Regions from separate parts of the Anas platyrhynchos genome. Here region 2 is linked to region 1. Evidence: chromatin contacts called from public Hi-C data. All regions are on one chromosome and are shown on one strand. Each heading gives the region's core, a stretch centred on a gene start, on an enhancer-like site or on the middle of the called end of the contact. The rest is flanking DNA. Distances are from core to core; before and after follow the strand shown. Region 1 holds the start of PGPEP1L (pyroglutamyl-peptidase I like). Region 2 holds the start of SYNM (synemin).

What was found. A called contact is a pair of places that touch in the nucleus more often than the background predicts.
Region 2: a Hi-C map of F5 follicle shows a contact between it and region 1, with 4 times the contacts expected there. The contact joins the promoter of SYNM here to the promoter of PGPEP1L in region 1. A contact is called at or near these places in 6 of 8 Hi-C or Micro-C datasets (F5 follicle, liver, skeletal muscle and 2 more).

The regions. Positions count from the first base shown.
Region 1 is chr11:21,045,757-21,052,611 of IASCAAS_PekinDuck_T2T, forward strand. PGPEP1L (pyroglutamyl-peptidase I like) reads left to right here and starts at 2,871. Exons shown (of 7, transcript XM_038185044.1): 1 at 2,871-3,369. It overlaps LOC101796143 (protein FAM169B), which reads right to left and starts at 3,626. Exons shown (of 9, transcript XM_027466224.3): 1 at 3,474-3,626. The coding sequence starts at 3,507.
Region 2 is chr11:21,276,983-21,283,264 of IASCAAS_PekinDuck_T2T, forward strand. SYNM (synemin) reads left to right here and starts at 3,407. Exons shown (of 4, transcript XM_027465718.3): 1 at 3,407-4,336. The coding sequence starts at 3,551.

The sequences.
Region 1 (6,855 bases), core at 1,621-4,120:
CCTGCCTGGAATGAGAACATGTAGTCTAAAAGCAGAGCCTATTAAAAGGCATAATGTTTCTAAACGGCATCTGTTGCGTACTAATAAGCATTACTTAAAGGACACAGGCCTTAAATTGCTACCAAACGTGCACTTATCTGAAACTGCTGCAAGGCAATCATTACAAAAATGTCACATGACACCATGGGAATTTGAATAATATAAGATGTTTTTATTTAGTTTGGCTTGAAATCATTACACAGAAAAAATATGGAGGCACTTTCTGAGATTTTGAGACTGTGGAACTTCACAGGAATGAAACACTAGCAAGAATTACATCAGCAGAGCCATTTGCCATCTGTTGTTGGTAATACTATAAAGACCAGCCACCAGACAGCAGTTTCGAAGGTTACAAACACACAACATTTTTAAGCATCCGCAGACCGCTCGGTAAGCGAGCAGGACCCAGTTTACTTTCGGTATGTGTGACCTGAGGGTCTGCCAATCGTTTTGCGAAGACAGCAAAACCGTGAATTGCCACCACAAGTTTGGGAGTCTCCTGGTGCGCAACCATTATACAATGCAGAAAATATACCAGCCTGTTCTACACCAGTTCTTATAACATACTCATAAGCATAATGGCTGCACACCTCCCACTCGGAATTTAAACAGGCTAGACTTTCCCTGGTGTTGTTTGTTCTCTCATACTCTCCTCCCAAGGGAAGGAGAAGGTTCACTGCAGTGCTATTATGGGTAGGGACTCAGGTTTGTTTGCTGGGTTTTCACTGTGTTTTTTCTTTGAGAGAAGTATTTTGAAGGAGGTAGGATTTTGTTTCCTGCTTCTTTGCCTTCTAAGACATAACTATGTATTTATGTTAAAGCAAGGTTACAGTAATCTGCCTTGCCTGTGGCAGGGAAAGCGAGGAGGTTATGAAAATCCCCCTCTCTCAGAGATACACACACACCTCACTCTGAAGAAAAGTCTGCTTGTTTCATAGAGTTTAGTTATACTGAAGGAATACGGTTGTTGATCAGACTCATCTTAGAGCTTCAAGTAGATTTCTCTAGACGTAGGGACCACATTCATAACACATAGCACATCTACACTACCAGAATTTTGAGTTTCCACCTTTCAGGGTGCTGACCTCCTCCTACCTGTAAACTTTAACTGATTAACATGGATTTCATTGAGGGCAGGGAATTTTCCATCTACCTAGAGAGGCAGATGGAAATTTAAAGCTTCATTAGTGCAATTGTTGAACTAGATGTACAGGTTTGTCATGTGGCAACTATTTCCCAGGCGCCAGCATCGTATGTATTTTGTTACTCACTGAATGTCTTTTGCAGCCTTGTTGTTAGATGGTTAGCATGTACAAGTCCGACTCTCAAAATGTTCTGAAATCAAAACTGTCTTGTGGCAAGGCTGAATTTAAAACAAGAACCTCAAGTTCTATGTCAACATCTGGCCTGCTTTTCAATGGCAAGGTTTGTGAAGAACAGTTACAGGAACAGACCTCAGGAACAAGTAGAGTTGCGGCACCTCAGTTACAGCAGGGCATGAACTGAGAAGTACCACTTGCACAAGAAGAGCTAATGGCCAACTCCAGTATTTTCTTAAAGTGTTATATAGCCAACCTGTTACCAACGGTTACATAATTACTTTAAACCTACCAATATTCAATTCTTTAACTGTCAAAATTCAGACAACACCTGGAAACAATGTAATCCATTCCAAAAGAGGAAGGGAATGGAAGAAGAACTATTTTAAACATTTGAGAATAATGAAAAAAAATGGGGAAAAAATGTTGACAGAACCTGAAATGCCCAACAGTACATTTGCCTGGACATGAAAAAATGAGGCTCATTCATCTAGAGATATGTTATTTAAAAACATCAGCAGAATTAAGAGTATTAAAAAAAAAAAAAAAGGATTATTACCAATGTTTGACTTTCAGAAGTGGCTGATAAGAGGGAAAAAATAGAGCCATCTGACTACAGTGCATTTAGCCATCAGCAGTTAGAGGAACTAATGAACAACATCATTATTTTACTGAAGGGGATGAAGTAGGTGCTTTAGATAAATGGCAGCAACTTAAAATGCGTTTCAGAAGATAAATTCACTTTCTCTCCATTTACCTGCTAGCGTGACAAATTAAGAAAGAAGAGCATAAAAACAGAGCAGGAGGGAAAGCAGTGCAAAAGCTAACTGAGGTGATGCAACGGGCCCTTATCCAAACAAGTGCATGAACAGAGATTCTTGGAAGTGCTCCTAGTCAAATATAAACCAGGAACACTACACACGCCAGACTGCCTTGGAAATCCATGATAGAGCATGTGCAGAAGATTCACCTGTCCTAAAATAAGCTCCCATACCAAGCACCAGGAGCATTGTCTTTTGGGAACTCAGTGTCTACTCATGTCAAAGCTGTGTTCCACCTCATAACGAATTGCAAGTTCTCTGTCGGCCCACACGGGGCAGAGAAGAGCTTTAGCTATGGCCAAAACCCCCAGTAGATTAACTTGTGCTGAAAGCAGATGGTTTTTCTCTCCCCCCAAAATTAATCATTAGAAACCATGTATTTCTTGTTCTACAAGCATCTCATGATCAACAAAGCAAGTAGCAAGTATTTACTGAATACCCTTTCTTAAGTAACCAAGGGCAATGTAGAAAGCCTTTTATACCTCCTCTCTACACCAAAATAATGCAGCAAGTTATTTCTTGGTGGTCAAGACACAATGTGTTTACTGCTCCTTTCGTCCCCGAAACCGTGTTGTAACTCAGTCTGAGTAAACACTTTAACGTGTCCTCTGCAATTTGGCCTCACAGATGTAGAAGTATGTTTACACAGCACTGCCTCTGCTCTTTATTAGTTCTCCAGTACCTCACCGTTAAGGTCACAGGCCGATGCACCTGTGCCTCCACACACACACCAGCTGCGCCATTTTACCAGCACCACCCGCTGAACCAAAGCTGACAGAAATTGCGGGGCCAGCTCCCCAGCTCCTCTCTGCTTCAAGGCGGGTTTGGGCTACCCTAAAAAAAAAAAAACTGGAGAAGCTCCTTGTGTGCTTGGGAAAGGGAGAAAAACTTCAGGGACTTGCTCTGGTAGACCCTCTTTGAGGAGGGCGTCAGACGGGACCACCCCGGGGGCACCTCTTCACCTCAGCCACCCTGGGGAAAACTGCGGGTTGGAAACGCGGCCACGAGGAGCTCGCCCGGCCGTGCCCGCGGGCGAGGAGGGCACTGAGGTGTCGGTGACGAGGCCGGGGCGGCACGTTGGCCGCTTCAGCAGCGCCTCGAGGCGGGCGCTGAGGAGACGCCGCCATTTCGTGGCGGCGGGGGGCGCCCGGCGGCCCCTCACGGGAGGAGGAGGAGGAGGCGCCCGGCGGGTGAGCAGCCGGCCCGGGGGGGACATGAGGGGAGAGACGGGACGAGGGGCCGGCGGGGGAAGGAGGCGAAGCCGCGGGCGAGCACTCTCTCCCTCCCCTCTTACCAGCGGCTGCTCGTCCTCCTCCCTCGGCCTCCATCAGTGCCTTGGAGGCGGGCTCCGGCCGCCCGGCCCGCCCCCGGCCCCGGCCCCGGCCCGCGGGGGGATGGCGGCGGGGCGCTGAGGGCGGGACGCGAGGGGCCGCGGCCGGGCTGAGGGGAGAGGTGGCCGGAGGGGAACAAAGAGCGGAGGTTGCGATAAACCCTAACCCTGGCGCCGCTTCTCTAGGAGAGAAGGCTAAAAAGGGTGAGAAGGTGTTTCCAAACGCAGGGCAAGGTGGTGGTGGGGTTAAGGAGCAGCTCCTGTCCTCCCCCCAATGCAAGCACCAGGCAAGCATCGCACTTCAACGTTAAAAAATGCTGAATAAGAGTTCTAAATTCTTCACTTAAAAGGTCCAGTTTGACAAACGATAGGGCTAATGCCGGGTTCGTTAAGTGCTGGGAATAGTGAAGTGCAAAAAATGATGTTTTTATGGCATTGTTCAGGCATGTACCGCAGTGATCTTCAGTCATGTGAAAGAGGCTTTTGAAAAATCTCGCCTGCTGCTCGATATTAAGAACTAAAGTAGAGGTAGGAATATGAAAAAGAATACACAGTTGTCAAAATTAGAAAACAGAATGCAGGTGTTGACTCCTGGGAGCCTTCCTACCGAGATTGTCTGATTGCTTAATTATTTCTAAAATAGCTAGCACAGGTATCAAAGTAAAAAATAGGGGGGGGGGGGGGAAGTACATGGAAATAATAGTACATTTGCATAGAAAAATGCACACTTTCTTTTGGGCTTGCTGTTGGGGAACACCACTGGTTTCAGTCCCTCGGACACAACGCTTCAGGAACGTGCTTTAAGTGCCTCACGTTGCTGCTACACACTCTGCTCCCTGTCAGCATTTAAAAGGAAACTCCACAGGGTTGATCTTCCCTTCAAATATTTTTAAAAACATGGTAACAAAGACTTGTATTTTCTTTCCTCAACAAGGCAAAGCAATTTTTCCCTTCACAATAGGGCAACACAATTTCAGCACATACACGGGCACTCTCAAAGAAGCCAATGTCACACAACCACCTCACAGCACATCAGTGAGTTTCTTCACATTCTTGTGATCACTTGAAGCTTTGCACCTTCCAGCATTCCCCGAGTATCATGCATGTTCTCAGCCCAGAGGTTTCATCATCATATAGACCAATGGTCTATAGGAAATATCAAACTTAACACCAAAATGTTTGTCTCTTCTCTTTTTGTGACGTTATATTCCACCTACCTGTATGCCATCTTTGGTCTTCCCTGAGGATCATTTATTTTTATTGAATGCAAAAGAAATGTAAAGTGCTAGATGCTGAAATTTCTATTTAAAGTCCCATTATAGTTTAGTGTTAAATAGCATAACAGCTTGATTTCTCCCTCCTCTCATTAAACGTTGGACGGCTGAGATAAATTTGGAATATATTAAACACTTCCACTTAACAGTTTAACATGTTGGTTCGTTCTTGCCAATAGCAAGAAATAAAAAATCTATATGTAAGTAATAATAAAAGGGATAAAATTTGAAGAGCTGTTACTAAATGAAGGGCCGTATTCAGTTTTTGTTACCTTCACCACTAAAGAGCTATTTGAGCAGTATTCTGGTACTTCTGCAATGTGGTGAGAGTGCATTTACAGAAAATACCTTTTCCTCTTAGCAGCTCAAAACCTTTTTAAATGTATCAGGCAACTGTACGGTAAAGTGTTCAAAGCCAAAACGTTGGCTTTCGTGGTTGAGTTGTGTCCATTTCTTTTTGCCCCAAAATGAGTGCTATGCCAATCATGTTTGTATACAGCAGGAGGAAAAACAACCGGTGTTAGTTATGGCTGAGTCAGCTGTGTCTGTGATTTGCCTTCGAATAGCCAGGGCTCAGTTTCTTAATTGTAAAAAAGGGAGAAAAATTTGCACCAACCTCAAGTATCCATATGCTATGAATACATATATGTGTGAGTGCTAATAGTAAAGCTACGCTCGTAGTTTCTCAAAAATTTAAAGAGTAGCTTTAATTTCAGTTGTTTCAGAGTCTATGGATCTAACAGACATATCTATACCATGCAAGAACATCTAATAAAATGCCTTGTGTTTCCCAGCATTCAACAAATACCCTCCATATGTCTATAAAGCTGCTATAATGTCACAAACAAAACACATTCATAATTTCTTGTGTAGGAAATTAATTAAGCAACTGTAGGTCTTAAATCCTGTTTTATTCCTTGCATATGCTTTGTTCATTAGACCTCCCTATACAAGGTAAACTTAGATAATTATTTTTTTAATTTACCAATATCTATTTAAAAAGTAAGTACGTCTGAAATAACTGTGAGGACTGGTATGTCATTGTCCTGTTCAGTATCACAGGAGAAGTTTTAGTAACCAGTAACACTGAAAATAATTGGTAAAAATCTTAATTGACCTAGGGGAACTAAAGGCTACAGCATTGTAGGTGCAATTCACTGAAGGTTGCATCAAATTTGGCATTATTTAAAGCTGAAGAGTTCTTCACATATACTGTATTAGCTGCTCCTTCAGCCTCAGTGGCTAGCAAAAGTGAGTTTTGCAAGTTGTATTAGTCAGGAAGAGACATGGGCGGTATAATCAGGGTCATTTTATTTAAAAGAATCCACAAATTTCTCTCTCTCAGCGCAGGAGGATTCAGATGACAGAAGCAGCTCATAGCTCCAAACTTTGCTCAGCCACCACCCAATCCAAGAGATTTCTTCAGGCATTTTTTTCTTAAGGTCTCATAATTACCATCTCTCTTGAGACTATATAGTGGCTTTCTATTCTTAGTTTATTTCTCCTCTCTCTCTCACACACACGCATACACTTCCTACTCAAAACAAGACCCAGCAAAACCCTCTGCCCACATAGTTATAATTCCCGAGAGGACTTTCATATGCTTTTGTTTTGGGCAGTGACAATGTGCATATGTTTTGATTTCAGGCCCCCTATTGGTTCTTGCACTTCAGTTAATGAAGACAGACAATTAAGCTCCCCAGTTTCAACAAGTTATAACCCACCTTCCAGGGTTCCTTTGACCTTTTATGTTGGAGAGAAATTTTGTAATACGTTGTCCATTGGATGTTATTACCAAGTAAATGTTTTGCTTTAGCAAATTAATATTTTCCTGTTTATTTTTAAAAGTGTTAGGTGCTTGAAGTATTTAATAAAAGGCATAAGATAAAGCTCAAGACTAGTAAACTAGGTAAGTGCTAGGAGGAAAAACATAAGAGTTGCCTCTCTGTATTTATAGGTGGTAAGAAAGAGGCACAAAGACAGTAGAAATGGACAGATAAATGTTTGTAGCTAATGAATTGTTCACAATTAAAGTGAATTACAGCTGTGCTGAAAACACAGTATTCACAGAC
Region 2 (6,282 bases), core at 2,157-4,656, 230 kb after region 1:
AGATAGCACAGGCAGGAACCAGGAAGACATGCAATACTATCAATTCTGCAGTAGATACATCACATGTCCAACATGTGCTGTATAAAAAACTTTTTTTAAGCATCTAAGCCCTATATTTTTATCATTTTTGCACTACACTGCAGTCATATTCTCACCATAAGGAAACAAGGAAATACTAAAATCTGTTTTGTTTGGCTGGAGAGAGCAACCTGTCTCAGACAAGTGAGCAAAAGTTATGTAAAGGCCCAGGAGTGAAGATCTTCTGGGTAAAACACACCATCTAGAGGCGGACACCACTTCTGCAAGTGCTCAGAAAAAATTCACGGGCTGAAGTGATTGAACTGCTCACAGAAAGAAGAAAACTCCCCTCTGTGGAGACAAAAAAACAAAACAAAACAAAAAAAGCAAACAAACAAAAAAAAAAAAAAGAAAGAAAGAAATAACCTAAGACTTTCAGTCTTTGCAATAAATATATAGATAGAATTATAGAATTATTTTATTTTATTTATTTATTTTTTTCTGAAAGAGGCACTTCTGTACCAAGTCAAATAAGGCTTCAGTTCTCACAGACCCTTTGAAAAGAAAAACAGGTCACTGCTCATAATAGTAAGATCCAGAGGTCACAGAAAAAATGTGCTTGCTCTCTGGAGCTGCAGCACGTACGGAGAGCAAAATTGCCCTGCAGATAACTCTTGTTTTCAGTTTAAGGCTCTGCAAAGTTTTACCCAAAGGGGTGCAAATATGGCAGGGTGACATATCTGAAATCGCTTTTCTTTGGTATCTCTCCCAGAAGAAATCCATAAACCGTGAAACTCCTGCTGAATCCAGCAGAGATGGTGGAGACACTGCAGGGAGCATGGGAGTGCAAAAGGATGCCCCTGGTCTGGAAGGAGAGAGAGGATCCTGTGGGAAAATATCACCTTCTGTATTTTAGTGAGTTTTTGAGGATTTACAAGCTTGGTGGAGCCCAGCAAACGGGATGCAGAGAGCCAAAGTCCATCTTTCCCCAGTATTGTGGAATTACCTGGTATTATTACAGTAGCAAAGTGGCGGTGTTTGCATTATTATCACTGTTACAAATGCAGGGTGGCCATGGCAGCCAAAAGGTGGAGATGGGGAACGTCACCCTCCTTCCCACCCAGTACAGAGGAATATTCCTCCAAGGATCTAACAGAAGGAATTATCTGTAAACAAACAGGTGTTTTGAAGCTCCCTTGTAAACTGGAATCACAACGTCTTGAACCTTTTTAATAAACGATATGTTTTCTTTGTGTCTATCTATCTCAGGAATGTCAGAACCAGAACGTTTCCCCAGTGACAGCTTCATCCTTTAAACTTCGCAGATGAGACAGCATGCGGAGCAATCTGTGCTGAAGCAGGATTAGGAGTTACCAGGGTGACACTCTGTAATTTGTAGGATGCTGACAATGAACCTCGGAAAAGCACAAGACCTTTGCTGGAGCTCAAGAGACCACAGAGACCCAATTGGCATCTGCTGTCAATGAAGCAGCAATGAAGTTTGTCTGCCCTTTCCCTCCCCAGATCTTTGCTACTACAAACCGTGTTTTTTCATTTCCTAGGGGCAGGATGGGGCCCTTTGCACCAGGGATTTACCTGGGGAGGAGGGAGGCTCCAGGCCATTGCTTGTCTCAATTGTGCCAAAGATCTGCTGCTGAGAAAGTGACCTCTTCTGTTGGGCTCTTCTGCAGCCATCTTCAGGGGCTGTGATAGTGAAGCTGCGGCTCCACCACCCCTCTTCCCCTAGGGCAAGACAAATAATAAAGGAAGCAGAAGCCTCTGGGTGTTTTTCATTTGCCCATCGTTGGTAGATTGTGTCAGGTTGCTTTTTCCTTTCCTTCTTTTGCAGGCACAAACTAAGACTTCAGGAAAAAGGATGCCAAAGATGTGTTTGCATTTCAGGTATCTGCACACCTGGGGGCTACGGAGGGCTGGAATCCAGGTCAGACAGTGTCAATTCTGCTCCAGCAAGGGCCTAAACTTTGCTCATGACAGTTGTTCCCTATCCTAGACCACAAATTTCTTGCCCACTTGCTGACATCAAGGCCCAGGACCAAGCTACAAGCTGTTTAGCAGACATCAACAGGCACAAGTTTCACAACAAGCTGATTCCCCAGCCTGGAAAGCTGTTCAGCATCTAGAGAGAAGTTGTGGTGTTTTCTCAAGAGAGATAAAGGCAGAGGTTCAGTACCTCCTGGGTTTTCCACAATGTAATCATAAAAATTTATGAATGCAGCTGCAGCAAGAAATCAGTCAAGCTGTCGGCAAGAAAGAACAAGCGACCGCTAGCTTGACATTTGCAGGACATTTACAGCAAGCCCCAGAAAGCTCATTTCAACCAGCCGCCCTGCTCCTGTCAGTGCAGCAGCATTGCTGTGGGCAGCACGCTGCTTGCCAGCCTGCTCTTTATTTGGGGTTTTTAGGCTAACAGTGACATCAGAGGTAGAAAAAGCCTGTAAACCACAGGAACCTACCTCCTCCCAGAAGCACAGTGGTTTCCCTCATAAAAGAACAGCAGGTGTTAAAGCGTCACCGAGGGACTTGATTTTGACCACAAGGCCAAGAAAAAGCAAGTGTCTTTAGTAAATCTCAGCTTCCCGGTGACCTCTGACAGAGCAAATCTGCCAAGGCTGAATTGGCTCACTTTTAGGCCAAAGCCAATGATTTATCTGCGGTGGTTGGGCTCAAATCCTGGAGGCTTTATTGAGATTAAAAGGGAACTCACTCTGTGGAGAGCCAAGCAGCAGCCAAAATTTGGCCTTTCTGAGAGAAAGAGAGGTGGGCTGCAGAGGTGAGGGGCTTCAGGAAGGGAGGGACAGAGTAGAACAGGGGATGCTGTGCCCCCAGAGGGTGGATGCCGTTCGGCTGTTCCCCACTCCCCAGCTTCACAGGGCTTGTGCCAAATTCCTGCTGCTTCCCAGTGTGACTGGTGCTGGGAACCGTCCCAGGGAGTAAATGCAGAGGTGGTAGAGGTGCAGGTGCTGGCTGCCTTGTGTGAAGCAGCAAAGCTCTGCTCGAGAATTGAACCGCGTGCGCGAGAGGGAGCGAGAGAAAGAGTGCCTAGGGAGATGAAAAAGGTTCAAATGAGTCATCCTCATCTTTTCCTCTAATTTGGTAGATCATACAGGGAGCGATGCCTCCCTGCCTCCTTGCTGAGCAGCTCGCGGAGTCCTGGAACCACAGAACCGTTAGGGCTGGAGGAGACCTCCAAGATACCTGGTGCAACCACCCCGCTACCACCGGTGTCACCCCCCGATGTCACCCCCCGATGTCACCCCGAGCCACCCAGCAGGAGCGGCCCGGGCCCGCCAGGGGACGCCGCGGGGCGGCGGAGCGGGGCCGGGGGCGGGGGCGGGCGGCTCCTGGGGGGCGGTGCGGGGCCGGGCAGGGCCGAGCCGAGCCGGGCCGGGGCAGGGCAGAGCAGCGGGCAGCGGCGGGGCCGGGCAGAGCCCCGCGGGGAGGCGGCCAGGAGGGGAACGGCGCCGGACAGCCCGGGGACCCGCCGCGGCCCCGAGCCCGCAGGCCGGGCAAGATGTGGCGGCGCTGGGAAGCGGGCTGGGATGAGAAGAGGGAGCTGCAGGAGCTCAACTCCCGGCTGCGGCTCTTCGTGGGCCGGGTGCGGGAGCTGGAGGAGGAGAACCGCTTCCTGGCTCGGGAGCTGGCGGAGCTGAGGCAGCAGGAGCTGGTGGGGCTGCGGGTGCCCGAGCAGGAGCTGGGCTGGCTGCGGGTGCAGCTGGAGGAGCTGAGCCGGGCCAAGTTGGAAGCGGAGCTGGAGCGGGACGGGCTGCGGCGAGAGCTGGCCGAGCTGCGGCTGCTGGGCGCGGAGGTGCTGGAGGCGAGGCGCCGCCTGGAGCCGGAGCTGGCCCGGCAGTGGGAGCTGCTGCAGAGGCTGCGGGGAGACTGCGTGGCCCTGGAGGAGCTGCTGCTGCAGCTGCAGGTCGAGCACGGGCAGCTGGCCGAGAGGCAGCAGCGGGAGGCGGTGGAGATGCGGGAGCTGCGGCTCGACCTGGCCGCCCTGCCGCCCCCCTTGTCCGTGCTGAGCCTGGAGGAGCTGGAGGCGACCTACGAGATGGTGCTCGGCCAGAGCTGCCGGGAGACCCTGCTGCGCTACCAGGAGCAGATCCGGGCGCTGCAGGAGCAGGAGGCGCAGAGGAGCCGGGAGAACTTGGAGCTGCTGCGGGAGGAGGGCAGGCAGTGCCGCCAGCAGCTGGAGGAGCTCCGGCGGCAGGGCCAGGAGCTGGTCGGGCTGCAGGAGAGGCTGGAGGAGGAGCTGCTGGCCGGGCAGGAGCGCCACAACGCCGAGGTGGAGGAGTACGAGGTAGCGTGGTGGGACCCGGCCGCTTCGCTGCTCCCCCGGGGTCTCCTCCTGCTCTCCCGCTCGCTTTTTGCTCGAGGTCCCGGCCCCCGGTGGGATGTGAGCCCTGGAGCCCCCTAAGCCCTGCAGCAGGATTCCCCCGGGCTGCAGGAGGAGGTGGCCCTGCAGGAGCTGGCTGCTGCCCAGCCCATCCCTGGGGGCTGCAGGGAGCCCCCCTGCCCTGCTTTAGGGAGATCCTGCTGTGAAGGGTGGGGGGCCGCAGGGTGACAGTGACCCTGTGAGAGCCGCTGGTGACAGGTGCTCCCCTCCCGATGTGCCCTCTCCAAGTTCCCCAGAGCTGCTGCCTTGCCAGGGCCCTGCTCAGGTTGACTCTGGGATGGATGAGCCATGTCCCTGGGTGGTGGGACACGGAGCTTCCTTCCCTTCTGCCCGGGGACTTGAGGTTGACCTCTTGGGATCAGAGAGAGGATCCAAATTTTTTAATTTTTTTCCACTTCTGGACATAGAGAAATGTTCATAGTCCATGCTGTAGTTGAGAAAAGTTAGTCTTCTGAAGGCAGGATGATTTCTTACAGTGCAACAACATAAAGCTGAGTGGAAATTGTTTGGAGATAAAACTTCAACATTGTAAGTGGCTTGTAGCAGTTTCAGGTGGATATTTGGTTGTTCTAAACAGGGCTATCGTGGCATCTGTAGCTGAGGATTTGTTTGCTGGCAGAATGATGTTTGGCAGCACGTATAATCACCCTGTGTGTGTGAACTGATCAGCAGATGCCAGGACAACAAAATATCAGTTCATCGGATTTAGGGCACAGAGCGCATATTAGCTCATCCAGACCATCGATCCATTTCCTGAGGGCAACATTTCTTTTGTTCATTGCTAGACCTTTTACTAACACTCTGCTGGAGCTCCTTGTTTATCCGAACCCCGTGTTTTCATGGTCATGTTGGGTCGAACAGCCATGGCAGGTCATGGAGGTGCTGGCCAGCGGGCAGGGACAGGGACCTGCTGCTGTGGGTCTGTTTTTTGTACACTACTAGCTTGTTTGCTTGTTTGCAATCTGCAAGCTACACAATGATGAAAACATCATTTACCTCTAATCATCATTGCTTGAACTGAAAACCTTTAAATACAATGTTCTTTTAAAAAGAGCATTTAGCATCGCTCATTATCGACACTACAAATTTTTCTTCTAGAACCAGTGGGATTGGGTGTGCTCAGATGCCTAGCTCTTTCTTTCAACTCAGCTAGGTGTTTTTATACCAGTGTGTTGTTTCTGTATCTGCTTGCTATTTTAAAGAATTTTATACAGAAGAGCAAGTGGAGACAGTCCAACACATTTTAGAAGTCAGATAATCAAAATCAATGCATGCCCTGCAGTTGTTCTGTTTCAATACCCAAAACTGGATTGTAATTTTGCTACTGAGATGATAAACTTCTGTGTTACTCCCAAGAGCATCTGGCATACTTTGTGTTTTTACAAGAACAATAGCTAGTAATAAATAGTAATAAAAGAAAAAAACAACAGTGCTTTGATATCCAACTTGAAAACATGTGAGCTGTCTCATCTTTGTATATGTATATATAGATAGATAAAAAATGTTTGAATTGTGGTGAAAATGACACCATAAGGTTTAAATCTTCTGAACAGTTCCATATTTAAATTGCTGGGTTTCAAATGGAAAAGGTCTTCCAATGGCCAGTCTGTTGTACATGAGAAAGAAAGTCTTTCATCCACATCTGGTGAGAAAAAAATATAGAACGTGTAGAAATAGCTTTTTCAGGTTTTATTCTTGTGATCAAAGCTTTTTTTCTTTTATTGGTGGAAGTATATTTAGCATGGATTTCAAATTATGCTTTAAAGAGCATCTATCCCATGGTTATTTATTGGGAAGTGTCACATAGAAATGATATGTATGTACAGATTTTAGTCAAGTGGTTACTGTCC